Linked DNA regions of Mus musculus: region 1 is linked to region 2. A link is a contact called in public Hi-C data. All regions are on one chromosome and are shown on one strand. Each heading gives the region's core, a stretch centred on a gene start, on an enhancer-like site or on the middle of the called end of the contact. The rest is flanking DNA. Distances are from core to core; before and after follow the strand shown. Region 1 has its middle 33 kb from the start of Gm39268. Region 2 overlaps Gm26812 (a long non-coding RNA gene).

What was found. Hi-C and Micro-C count contacts between places; a contact is called where the count stands out from the background.
Region 1: a contact with region 2 is called in a Hi-C map of the N1E-115 cell line, with 2.8 times the contacts expected there. The contact joins two enhancer-like sites. A contact is called at or near these places in 2 of 484 Hi-C or Micro-C datasets (the N1E-115 cell line and embryonic stem cells) and 1 of 115 datasets of contacts at active chromatin or transcription factors (pancreatic cancer cells).

What each region holds. Positions count from the first base shown.
Region 1 is chr8:122,179,622-122,186,558 of GRCm38.p6, reverse strand. It overlaps a transcript of Zfp469 not described here. Among named protein-coding and RNA genes, the nearest start is that of Gm39268, 33 kb to the right of the region's middle. Within about 2 kb of position 5,463, at least 87 of the 459 cell types and tissues checked have an H3K27ac peak or open chromatin away from gene starts, as enhancers often do. A contact at or near this core is called in the N1E-115 cell line, where this site is marked.
Region 2 is chr8:121,856,650-121,863,545 of GRCm38.p6, reverse strand. Gm26812 (a long non-coding RNA gene) reads right to left here. Exons shown (of 4, transcript XR_879277.2): 2 at 3,329-3,450. Among named protein-coding and RNA genes, the nearest start is that of Gm26812, 8.2 kb to the right of the region's middle. Within about 2 kb of position 2,390, at least 62 of the 459 cell types and tissues checked have an H3K27ac peak or open chromatin away from gene starts, as enhancers often do. A contact at or near this core is called in the N1E-115 cell line, where this site is marked.

The DNA.
Region 1 (6,937 bases), core at 4,214-6,713, 320 kb before region 2:
CATACCTAACGGGACAGCGCACTTGGAGCCTCTCTTTCCTATGAGTCACTTTCCATCCTCCGTCAGAAATGCAACTTGTTTATTCCTGAGATTCTCTCCGTGGTTTTACTGATGGTAACGAAACGCAAGGACGATGGTAAGCCCTCCTCCTCCCAAGCCTTTCCCAGCCTGGGAGGGGTTGGAGGATGCTGGAACTCCAGGGACCCATGCAAGAGGCCAGGCTAGCCTGCCTCGGCTCACAGCTCAGTGGCCATCGGTCAGTTGCCAATGTTCTTGTCCTCTTTCTTCCTGTATAGAAGGAGGCAATCAGCCTTGAATCCAGTGTCTGAGTTTCCAGGACTCAGTGTGTCCACAGGGGACAATGAGTAATGGGAGTGATGGAGATGATGGTGATGATGGAGATGGTGGTGATGGAGATAATGGTGGTAATAGTGATGAGATGTTGTTAATGATGGTGATGATGCTGGTAGTGATGGTGAAGATGCTGGGGATCCACACTGATGATGATTGATGATGATGATGATGTCAATGTAGCTGCTGCCTAGCATTTACTAAGCATCTACAGTATGCCAGGCACTTCTGCAGGCATGACCGAAATATGTCTAAGCCCTCTGTGACACAAATAACACTGCACCTTTTTTCGGCGAAAGGGTGAGTGCCGTCACAGAGCAGTAAACAGGATGCACGATGGTGTGGCGGGCCGACCTGTCACGTGGCATGCAAGCCTCTCCCTTGTAGGGGACAGTACTTGAGCCACAGCTCTGTCCCTAGAAGTGGCAAGCCAAATTTAAGGCCCTTTTTTTCTCAGCCCCACTACTCAGTAAGCAGAGGCCACAGTCCAGGCCAACTCAGGCCACCGCCACCATCAACACCACCTCTGCCTCTGTAACTATCAATCAGCAGAGGGACAGGGAATAAAACCAGGAGTGTCTCTCCACGGGAACTTCTGCATCTCTCATTCTCCCTTTGAGATAGCTTGTTTGGACAGGAGCTGTTCTACCTGGGTCTCTGGTCCTGATCCTGATCCTGAGCCTGGTAGAGGCTGCAGACGTCTGTGGGATGCACTGTGAGATGGCATGGACCAAAGGACCCTGAGAAAGGAGAGCCCTGCAGGCTTCTTCCTGTCCCGGCCTTGTGTCTTGCTGCAGCCTCGGTTTCCCCTCTAGAAAGCCTAGCCTCTGCCTCGGAGGACTGCTGGGAGAGGTGGAGTTAGCCAGCGGGGAATGCCACAGCTGAACACCGCTGTGATTCCTGCCCCCTCTCTGGTTTAGCCAACTCTGCCGGGGACTGGGAGGGAGGGCAGAAATTATGGTTGGAGAAAAGATGGAGAATAGCTGCAAATCAAGGGGCAGGCTGAGGGCTCCCCACAGGCTGGGCCTCATCCCATGGTCCCCTCCCTGAGGCCGATGGGGAATTCCTAAGCCGGTACATCAGTCCCCGGGCACCTCCAGCTGGCCAGTGCTACACAGACACACAGTGGTGTGGAGGGTGGCAATTAGGGAGTCCTGGGTTCTTGGTAGGGACAAGTGAGTAGGTAGGGTCACATCCCTGAGACTGTGGTGGTGATCCTGGGGCTGGGAACTCCTAGTGAGAGAGATGCCTGCCTATTGAGAGCCTCAGGTGTCTGGGGGAGGCAGGCTCAGACTGGTTCTAGCATATACCACCACCTGTTCCTGAATCCCAACTTGAGGCATCTTGGGATGCTGTCCCCTTGGGAGGCTCCAGTTACCTGTGACCTCCTGAGGTCAGCTATTGGCTGAGAGGTGATCACACTGCAGCGGCCTCTGGGTTCTATTCTAGCCCCATGAGGCTGGCCTGGGGTACACCCCAAGGAGATATTTCATACCTCACACTGTAGCTCGGGAGCCCAGAGGTATCTGAGAGGTGAACCCAGGGGCAAGGGTGGTCACCCCGGTGATAAGCTCTTCATGGAATATTCCAAGGGACAGACAATCCCAAACAAGACAGGGCTAGTTTCTGAGAGGCTGCCTCTGCCAAGGCCTGGAGTACCATGGGAGCTTCAGGATATAGTTGGGGCTTTAGGCCCAGGAGGGGTACTGAGATCCACACGATGTCCTGCCACTCAAACTGCCAACACCTGCTATATACCCCACCCCCACCCCCGGTTACTGCATTTAGCAGAATCCCCTCCTTCTTCTGAGAGGTGGAGGCCAGTGTGGGTCTCTGCAAAGCTCCTACAAGGACAGGATAATGGAAAGACTCCAGAGGTCCCAGCAGTAGAATGAGGGAAAGGGGTCCAAGGAGGGAAGGGATGTGTTGTCTGCAGGGTGTGGGGGCATAGTGGACACCGTTTTAGTGCAATGGTGAAGCCAAAGTTGGCACTGCCTAGGAATGCCTTGTGGGCACCAGCCTGGCTCAGACATGGATGTGACATGGGTTCAAGGAGGGGACCCAGCTCCAAGGTGGGAGATCTGAGAGGTGCCGCCTACAAACTTCAGAGGTGGCACTTGGGACAGTGTCTGAAGCACTGAGGGAAAGAGTGGTCTGTGTCTAGGGCCCCTAAACTCGCTCTACACCCAACAGAGTCCACTAGGACGGGGGGGGGCAACTCTCCACATAATCTTGGGCTTTACCAATATGTTCTGGTTCTTGGCCATGGAAGATTTAAGACCTGGCTTTGGGATTTGAACTCATTTTTGGTAGACATCTCTAGATTCCTAAGAACTCCTAAAGCATTCAGGGCTACACAGCATCCCTGTTGCAATCTTGCTGGCCTTCTTGCCCAAACTGCTGGTTTGGTCTGGAATTCTACAGAAATGAAAGGGAACCCAAGTATACAATACAGAACTGACAAAGACGCACAGAGCTGGGGACACACCCAACCTCAAAGCTGACTAAACCTACAAGAGAACATAAAAGGAAGCCCACAGGCTTGTGTGTGTGAATATTTGGTCCCCGGCTGTGTTGGTTCAGGAGAGGAAGTGGGAGGACACTCAGGGTCCAGACATCAACCCTCAAGTGCAGTACGGTGTTTGAGAAGACAAAGGGCAGAGCGCCAGCAGGTCAAGGGGGTCAACTGGGTCTCTACGTGTGGCATGACGAAGCCGGGTTCCAACCTCACGCCATTTACAGAAGGGAATTCAGAATGGGCTGAAGCCTGAATTCAAGGCTAAACCCTGATAGGCTTGGACAGACTCAGGAGTGAATCTTTATGACCTTGATTTAGCAACAGTCTTTTAGATATGGGCCCAAAGTCACACGTGGCAACAAGGCAAATATGGCTTCCTTGAGCAAATTCCTTTGCATCAAATGATGATGTTAAGAGGGTGGCCGAGAAGTGCAGAGGATGGGAGGAAACACTTTGCAAACTGTCTGATAAGGGCTGAGCCTAGAATATACAACTAACCCTCTCCTCTCCCCTCCTCTTCCCCCCCTCCTCTTCCCCCTCCTCTTTCCCCCTCCTTCTCCTACCCCCTCCTCTTTCCCCCTCCTCCTCTTCCCCCCTCCTCCTCCCCCTCCTCTTTCCCCCTCCTCCTCCTCTTCCCCCTCCTCTTTCCCCCTCCTCCTCTTCCCCCCTCCTCCTCTTCCCCCTCCTCCTCTTCCCCCCTCCTCTTTCCCCTTCCTCCTCTTACCCCATCCTCCTTCTCTTCGCCCCTCCTCCTCTTCCCCCCTCTTCCTCTTCCTCTCCTTCTTTTCTTTCTTTAGACAGGGTTTTGCTATGTAGCTCTGGCTAGCTGGAACTCATTACATAGACCAGGCTGGCCTCAATCTTACAGAGACCTACCTGCCTCTGCCTCCTAAGTATGGGTTCGAGACATGTACCACCACACCCTGCTAGGATGCACAACTCTTAAGACAACAATGAAGGGCAAAAATCCAATTAGAAACTTGGCAGAGGGTCTCCCTGTGGTTTGAATATGAAAGAAATCCCACAGGCTCGTGTGTGTGTGTGTGTGTGTGTGTGTGTGTGTGTGTGTGTGAGTATTTGGTCCCGGCTGGTGATGCAGTTTTGGAAAGTTGTAGAACCTTTAGGTGGCAGAGCCTTGCTGGAGGCAGAGGGTCACTACGGGTGGGCCTTGGAGGTTTTGTTTTGGTTTCTTAGATTTACTTGTCTGTCTGTCTGTCTGTCTATTTGCTTGCTTGCGAGAATGTTTTGCTTGTATGTATGTCTGTACACCACGGATGTGCCTGGTATTCTCAGGGGTCAGGAGGGTATCTAAGTCCCTGGGACTGGAGTTGCAGTTATGTGCCACCTTGTGGATGCTGAGAATTGAACCTGGGCCCTCTGCAAGAGAAACTTCTTAACCTTTCAGCCAGCTCTCCAGCCCCCACAGTCCTTGAGGTTTTCTGTTTGGCCTTATTCCCTGTCTGTCCCGGCTTCCTGACTGCAGATGCTACGTGGCCGCCTGCCACACGCTGCTCCATGACTTCCTTACCACAGCCGACCCTATCCTTCCTTGTACCATGAGCCAGAATAAACCTGCCGTGCACAGGAGGGAGGCGATTCCAGGGATTTTGTCACAGCAACCAGAAATGTAGTTAGGACAGATCTGAACGGACACTTCTTCCGAGGAGGAGAAGGCAGCTGGTCAGTGCTCAGAAGGGTGAAGAGGATCATTAGGTGCAAGAAAATGCAAATTGAAACCGTTTCACACCCACAAGGTCAGCTAGCGAGAAGATAGTCATGGCTTAGCGATGGTACGGGGAATCTGTACTCCTCTGCGCTGCTGGCAGGAGTAGTCAACTTCTGAGCTACCTGCTCTACCACTCTGACCATTCCTCAGCATGTGGGAGTCAGAGTGGCCATGGGACTCCGTGATCGCACCCATAGATTTATACTCAGGACAAATGGAAACTTCCATCCACAGTGAAACCCCTACACAAATGTCTCTTACTCCTAACAACAGTGGGAACTGGTCAGAACTTCCACAGTGCGGTCTCTCACGCAGTGCCATCATCGCTCAGCCATAAGGACAGACGGGGAGCTGACTCATGCCACAGCACTTTGAAGCTTGCTGAGTGAAAGAAGCCAGACCACATGCTGCCTGGTTCTGTTACATAAGATGTCAGGAAAGACAAATGTATGGAGACAGAGGGGAGCTTAGCAGCTGCGGGGTGGGGAGCGACCATGAGTGCAGCAAGGGCTATGGGGATTCTTCTCCAGGGCGGAAGGGGCACTATGGACCGAGATAGTAGGACGGCTGGACAGCTCTGAATATATCCACTGGGCTGTTTGCTTTTGGAAGGAGGGTTTTATGCTGCCTGAGTTACAGCAGCTAAATACAGATGTTGTAGACTGAGTTACAGCTAAATACAGATGTTGTAGAGTTCACTGCCTTACCTCCTTGAGCTCTGGCTGAGGTGGAGATGGAGTGGAAATGTCTTTAAGCAGAGCCTGTTCAACTCTACTTAGAAAAGCAAACCCTGGGTGTCTCTGTCCACATGGCATGGAGGTGTGGGTGCTCACAGCCACTGAGTAACACTGTGTGTCACACCCTAGACAACTCAACTAAGTGGGATGTTAGAGCCACCCACTGTCTACAGACCCCGTGAATAGGGGCCTCGGGCAGAGCTGTCAGTCCCTTAAGTCCCTAGCCAGCAAAGGAGACTCACCTCATGCAGTGCCTCCCGGACAGGGTGGGGCACTGAATGCAGAGTGCATGCATGGGACGCAGCACCTGGTAATGCAGGCAACTGGGCAGGAGGCTCACGTTGCATGTCCTCGAACTCCTCCTTAAGCCCACGACAGGATCCAGGTTCTACATGTTGGGCTCCTGCAGGGTAGCCAGCTACGGGACTTTGTACATGTGTGTATTGGAAATGTGTGTACGGGAGTGTGAGGGATGTACTGCATGTGTGGGCATAGGCATTGTGTGCATGTGAGGATGGGCACGGTGTGCAAGCCTGTGTACACATGTGTGTGTGCATGCCCTCCTATTTCCTAGACATGCAGACATCCTCCAGTGAGGACCCCTGGGTGCCAGGCACGCACTGAACCACAGAAGGACCAGGAGGCACTGGTGCCCAGGTGTGTTCTCTCGGCAATGTCTGTACGCAACATGGCTCACACTACCTCACAGTGTGAGGAGTTCTGGGGGCTTCTAAACCACCCACTCCATCGTGGTCCATGAGTGTGGTTTCGGGATCCCTGAACTCAGAATTTGAGTCAGAGAAACAGAGCTAACACCCAAATCCAAGCAGGAGCCCTGTCGGGGCACGGCTGGGACGGTGTGTGCTGGCCCCGTAACTTGTAGTTTCTATCTTAGCAGAAGGGCAGAGTCCAGGAACCAGTTCCATAGTTTATAGCTGCTAGCTACAGATGCTTCGGGGGAGGGGGAACAAGGTACCAGCAGGACAGGGAGGGAGCTTCAGGTTGGCACCTCCCCTGGTGGTTCCTTGACTTCAACATTCTGTGTGTGTGTGTGCACATGTGTGTACCCAGGTATAAACACGTATGCGCACATGTGTGTACCCAGGTATAAACACGTATGTGCACATGTGTGTACCCAGGTATAAATACGTATGTGCACATGTGTGTACCCAGGTATAAACACGTATGTGCACATGTGTGCCCATGTGTGCAGCACCCACATGTGAGCAAGTGACAGACAGAGGTGGCCTTCAGATGTCCTGCTTTAGCCAGCTCTGCTTTTTGTTTGTTTGTTGTCTGAAACAAGCATGTCTCCCCGAACCTGGAGCGCTTTGCTTTTGGTTGGCTGTCTGGCCAGCAAGCCCCCAGGATCTGCCTGTTTTTGGACCACCCTCACAGATGTGCACTGCCACACCTGACCCTCACACAGGTTCAAGGGGACCAAACTCAGGTCTTCCTGCTTTCACGGCAAGCACCTTACACACCGAGCCTTCTCCCTGGCCTGGCTTCTCTGCTCCTGACGCTGAAGATGCCACAGAGACTGGAAGCAATGTCTGAGCCTTGCTCTGCACAGCCCAGAGCTTCGTGGAGGACTGTGGGAACATG
Region 2 (6,896 bases), core at 1,141-3,640:
TTGCTGTTCATCCCCAAAGCAAGTCAGGACTGGAGCTCAAGCAGGTCAGGAGGCAGGAGCTGATGCAGAGGCCATGGAGGGATGTTCCTTACTGGCTTGCTTCCCCTGGCTTGCTCAGCCTGCTCTCTTATAGAACCCAAGACTACCAGCCCAGAGATGGCAACACCCACAATGGGCCCTCCCACCCTTGATCACTAATTGAGAAAATGTCTTACAGCTGGATCTCATGGAGGCATTTCCTCAAGGGAGGCTCCTTGTTCTGTGATAACTCCAGCTTGTCTCAAGTTGACACAGAGAACTAACCAGTACACTAGTTAATTGTGAAAAGTTGAGAAATGACTCTAGATTTGTCAGGTGTCTCCCCTGGGAGTCTGCATAGCCAGCAGTGATGCTTAATGGCTGACACAGGTGGAACGCTTGTGGTTGCCTGCTGGGGTGCAGGGAACCAATGTATATCTGATTGTTGTAGGTGACCAGCCTTAGGCATCACCAAGGTCTCTTATCAAAATACAGACAGATACCTCTGGCTCCCGCGGTTCTGGTACCTGGTCCCTCGAAGGCGTCTCATTGACCTCTAGCCTCCTCTGCCTCCCTGGGAGCAGTGTCTGTAGTCACACACAACTCACAATGAGCTGCTGTCTGCCACCAGATGAGGGTGGTCGTGTCAGAGCAGCTCAGACCAGCAACCAGTGCCTTACACCTGATATTTCCAGCCACACAGGTGCTCGCTCGTAGGGCACGATTAGGGGAGCGCACTGCATGGAGCCCAGGGGGAAAGGGCATGCTCGCTCCTGCCTCATTCAACAAACCTGGGAGCTAAGTGGGGTGCGTGGCTGATGGTCTGTGTCCTTGCACTATCCAGAGCCCCACCCTCTCCTGCCATGGCACTGGGTTTGAGGCACATCCATGGTATAAGGACATCATGGGAAACCAGCCTGCAACAGACCTTGAAGGAGCAGAAACCAGGTACACTCCAGCCGGTGGTCACAGAGGACTGTTTCTGTTTGTCTACCACCCAAAAGTCCCCAGGCAAACCCAGGCCACAGAAGCCTCGGGTCGGATGCACAGGGCTGGAGAAGAAGCCTTTGGGTAGGAGAAAGACAGGGCTGGGTAACAAGTGGCCTCCAGCAAAGACAGGCACAAGCAAGAAAGGCTAGGGACAGTACTCTCTTCTGATCAGCGCGTGTGTGCTAATGCCTGGCTTTGTACATCAAGAGCTGGCTAGGGCCAAGGCTCAGATAAGCCATGAGAACAGCTTGTGCCCAGGGTTGAGAAGCTCAGCTCTGGGAGCTGCCAAGACACCCGCCCCTCCCTGCCCTGCCCCGCCCCTCCTCTCTCTGCTCTTCTGGTATGGGCCTGCCCCCCCCCCCCGTCAGAGCATCTCTCTTTCTCCCTTCCACAGTCCAATGAGCTGATGAAAGGTGGAGACAAGAGGACGCACACACCTAACATGTTCCCTTCCTCCTTCTCCAGCAGGCAGGTCTGCTCCATACAGCAGCACAGGCTGTACACTGGGCAGACACCTGGCACCTGCCTCTGTGTCTGTATACCCAGGCCTGGGCCCCATTAACCCCAAGGATGGGGCGTCTGCGTCTTTACACAGAGAAGGTGCCCAGCAGCCACGCCTCCTGTGGGGCAGCACCCTTTAATAATGTGTGCCCCAGGAGGAAGCCTGTCAGAACGAATTAGCTTCAAACTTAACAGCTTAGAAAACTGGAAGGGGGCTGGTGAGATGGCTCAGTGGGTAAGAGCACCCGACTGCTCTTCCGAAGGTCCGGAGTTCAAATCCCAGCAACCACATGGTGGCTCACAACCATCTGTAACAAGATCTGACTCCCTCTTCTGGAGTGTCTGAAGACAGCTACAGTGTACTTACATATAATAAATAAATAAATAAATAAATAAAGCTAAGCCCTCTCTCTCTCTCTCTTTTAAAAAAAAAAAAAAAAAAAAAAAAAAAAAGAAAACTGGAAGGGCTGCCGTGCCCTGGGGTAGACTAGCTTCCTGTTCCTGCTACCTCAAAGCTTCTCCATTCGCAAGTCTGGGCAGGGAGGGCTGGAACCACAGGCTGGGGAAACTTCATCTCCTTCCCTGAACCCTCTCACAGTGTCTCAGAACTCAGGCACGCGCCCTGCTCCCCTCCCCCTTCAGCCTGTGTTACCAAGCAGGAGCTTATGAGAGTGAATGCCCTGGGAATAGTTACAACGTAACTCACCTTAGGGTCTGAAGCTGTGTCTCGGGCAGCCTTTTCAACTCAGACTTAGCCTCTGTCCTGGAAATCCAACTGAAAGAGCCACATTCATGGGGAAAAGTTGGAAAGGGGGGCGTTTGTTCAGTAGCCACTTTGGGAGAGAGAGGGAGAAGTCCCGGGACTTCCCTCAGATCTGCCTTTGAGCTCCTGACATTAAGACTTAGGCTAAGCCGAGAGGTGGTGGCACACGCCTTTAATCCCAGCACTGGGAGGCAGAGGCAGGGGGATTTCTGAGTTTGAGGCCAACCTGGTCTACAAAGTGAGTTCCAGGACAGCCAGGGCTATACAGAGAAACCCTGTCTCGAAAAAACCAAAAAAAAAAAAAAAAAAAGAAAGAAAAAAGAAAAAAAGACTTAGGCTAAATGGAAGGCGAGAGAGCATAACTAAGCAGTCCTGGTCTGGGTGTGGTCCTGTCCATCACAACCCTCCATAGTAGTCTCAGCTGCACTCTCCTGTAAGGAGGTCTGAAAGTTGCAAGTCTCTTTCCAGAAGAAAAGCGTCCCTACCAGCTGGCCAAGGCTTTATTTAGCCTTTTTCTTCTCTGAGCGTGAGATTCCTGGGGGAATTATAATTCTCTGATTTGGCACAAATTCCCTCCGTCAGAAAACACCTTGTTGACTTTATCCCCTGAGTTTGGAATTCTGGGTTAGCATTTTTTTTTTTTTTTTTTTTAGCATATTGGCAAGTTGTTCTAAGATTTTCTTGCTGATAGCGAGGGTATAACTTGGTCAGTTCCTTCTTGGTTCTATTCCAAATGTCCATCCCCTGATGGGTAGGCAAACACATACAGTTGTAGAGGTTAAATTTTGATTGTTATGGAGGTGGTGGCGCATGCCTTTAATCTCAGCACTCAGGAGGCAGGGGTAGGCAGGTTTCCGAGTTCGTGACCACTCTGGTCTACAGCATGAGTTCCAGGACACAGAGAAATCCTGTCTTGGAAAAACAAACAAACAAACAAACAAACAAACACACCAAGCATAAAAGTTTTAGTTGTCAAAACAAGCTAGAATCATCAGGGAAGAGGCTCAGTGAGGGTTTGGCTTGATTGATCATTGCCATAAGAGAAATCTATCCTACCGTGGGCGGTACCATCCCCTAAGTCCGGGGTCCTGCACGGGCAGCCATGTTCACTCTCTCTCTGTTCTTGACTGTGGATATGACCAGCTGCTCCCAATCCTCTCTGGACTTCTCCACGGTGCCTGGATCAAAATAAACATTTTCTTAAAGTTGCTGAGGTGTTTTATCCCAGCAGCAGGAACAAACCTAGGCCTGCGGTGCATCCATCTGACAGAGTATCACTCAACCACGAAGCACTGCCACATGTTACAATGTAGAGGAACCTGGAAATCCTGCTGCTTGAGAAGAGAAGCCAGACACAAAGGACCATGTGTCATGAGCCAGGGACACGAGATGTCCTGCTAGGGAAACCCACAGAGGTGGAGACAGATGTGCCTGGCAACCAGAGCTGTCACGGGGGAGCCCGGAAGTGGTGGTTCTGGGGTTCATTGAGTGTGCTGACGATCCTTTGTCATTAACGGGGACACCCCTGATCACAGTTGGACTGGTGAGTCTGTGGCAGGTGAGTGTGTCTCACAAGCTCTCGTCATTGGTGCTGTGGCCCTGGGCTCTGCTCTTCTTGACACCTGGCTCTGTCTTGTTATACAGTTGGGGTCTATGGAAAGTATCTGACTTTGGGACCCAAAGAGTTTTTTTTTTTTCCATTTCCTCCTCCTTCCCCTCCTCCTCCTCTTCTTCTTTCTCTTCTCTTCCTTCTCTTCCTCTTCCCCCTCCTTTTTCTCTCCCCCTCCTCTTCTTCCTTCCCCTTCTTCTTTCTCTTCCTCCTCCCTATCCCCCTCCCCTTCTCCTCCCCTTGCCCCCCCTCCTCTTCCTCCCCATTCTTTATGTGCATGGGGGATTTGTCTGCATATATGCCTGTGCATCATGCGTTCGCCGGGCACTAAGGGCATTGGATTCCCCTAGTGCTAGAGTTACAGATGGTTGTGAGCTTCCTGTGGGCGCTGGGAATTAACACTGGGTCCTGTGGAAGAGCAGCCAGTTCTCTTAACTGTGAGCCATCTCTCCAGCCCAATTTTCTGATTAGTGACATGTAAGAACAGAAAGGTCCCCGGGGTAGTTAGAGCACAGAGGTGCAGACCAGGGGGGGCCATATGTAAGGGAGGACAGAGGGAGAGAGCCGCCATGTCCCCCAGCCCATGCTGAGCCTGCCACCACCTCCCATCCTCCCTGGAATTTCTTTTCCATTGCTACTTCTGGTTCATGAAGGAGGTTAAGATTTTGATTCCCTCTTGGCCCTGCTCTGCCACCTGCTGAGAGCAGCCACGGTCCCCATGCACTGTGTGATGCTCAGTGTACAGTGACGTAGGACGTGTCAGTACTCCTTGACCATCTGGGCGTTTCCCTCCTAGGCACTCCTGTGGCTCCCCTTCCTACCTAGCCAGCTCAGCTGGACCCCAGCAATGGCTTCCCACCACCCATGATCTTTCCTTTTGTCTCAAAACACACACGGGAAGATGGATTCTGTTACAGTCCCGAAAGTCAGATTTCCACACGAAGTCTCAGTGGGCCAAGTGAAGGTGTGGGCAGGGTGGCTTCTATCGAAGGCTCTGGGAGGAATACACCTGTAGTTCTTGGGCCTGCAGCTCTTTCTTCTGTCTTCAAATAAACCTGGCCATGTCTTCTCTCTGGCTGCCTACCTGTCTCTTCTGACAATTCATAATTGCCTCTTTCAAGATCTTGAACTGATAAGATCTTGATTAGCCCACACCAGATTATCCTTTTGGGCCTTGAAGGTCACAGCCACAGGCTCTACCTGGGATCTTGGGAGAGAGAATCTGGGAGGTGTTAAAATGACCCTCCACCAGCCCCTAGGGGCTGCAGCTCTTCTTAATAGCACTTTGCAAGTCACTGCTTGCTAGCCTTGGTGACAAACAGCATATAATTCCAATCTGTCTAATGTGGAGCCCTTTCTGATTATACTCCCATCCTCCCACAATATCACAGCAGCCCAAACCCCTGGAGGTCACCCTCCATCATCCCCACAGGAGCTCCACCCTCCCTGACACCACTGCTAAGTTCATTCACACCATTGGTCTTCACACCATTGGTCCTCAGATGTCTCCTGCCTCGCCTCCACAGTAGATGAGACACTCCCAGACTGCAGAGGCCACTCAGTTCATGGAACAGCCCCACAGTAGCATCTTCACTGAGGCAGGAAGAATTCCACAGAGCTGGTGGGACAGCACCAGCCCAGCCACTGGTTCTTGGCATGGTTCTCTGTCAAGTTGTCAATTCAGAGGCACAAAGGGCCCTTGGCTCGGCCTGAGAGAACAGAAGGGGCTGTGTGCTGCTGTCCATCTGATGTCCTGGGGTGCTGGGGGGTGCACTCTAGCTAATGGACTTCTTCCTGACTGTGGAGAAGTCACGGGGCTACAAAGGGAACCCTGCCTAGCTTCTCTTCAGAAGCCTACCCACTGAGCACTGGAAATCTTGTTTATCTTGCCACCCCTGCTCCTTCCAAGACTGACTTTGGCCATCGGTAGCCGAGAGTATTTGGTGGCCCAGTGAAACCACAGGTAAATGACACCCGTGTGTTGGCAGGAGAGCCTGGCTCGCGCCTTCCTGGTTGGCAGAGTCTCAGGACATTGAGAAGGGAGTGCAGAGGACAGGGATGCCCGAGAGGCACAGCCAAGCAGGTCTAGGCACATTTGCATCCCTTCCCCAGGCCTGCTGGGACTTCATATGGCTCTGGTGTGGCTGTTAATTATAGCAAACACAGTCATAGCTGGAGAGTTCTCCTGTGGCCTCATTGGGCCGAAGGCTAAAAAGATGTCTCCGGTGGTGGCCGAATAACTTAAGCCCAGTGATGCGAGAGTGCTCTGTTTACTGAAGTGAAGCCCTTCTGGGGAGAATCCTGCCAGAGACCACGGAGACTCCAAAGAGTGGGTGGAAGAGGCCATTGTTCAGCTGGGAAGCTAGCTCTGTCAGTAAAGGGCTTGCCCCAAGGGGACCTGAGTTTGATCCCCAGGATTCCGGTGAAAACAGGCTGTCAGTGCTGGGGAGGTAGGACAGACGGAGCACTGGGACCTACCTAGCTTATTTGGTGAGTTCTCAGGGGTGGAGAGACCAACTCCAAAAACAATGTGGATGACACCTGAGGATGTACAACTGAGGTTGGCCTCTGACCACCACATCCACCACTATTGTTGCACACACAGACATACCTACACATGTGAACAAACACAAATGCACATATATCACCAAGGGGTTACTCAGCCTGGTCAAGGAGGGAAAATGGTTTGGTTTTGTTTGTTTTGTTTTTGTTTGTTTGTTTTTATGGCAATAATGTCTGAGGTATCAGGCAGCGACATTTGAAGATTATAAGCAGATACCCACTGTAGGGCAGACGGATGAATGTGTTTGGAGGATCCTGGCAAGCTTGCTTCTGTACCACCAGTTTCCGTGCCTCCTTCTGCATGCCACCCAGCCTATGAACCCTGCCAGTCGCCTTGTACAAAGCAGCACCCTGGGCTCCAGCACCTAGAGTGGACGTGGCCAGCTCAAGCCCAGCACATCTTGTTCCCTCTCCTGCCTTGCCTGCTAAGCCTCTCTATGTCCAACACATTAA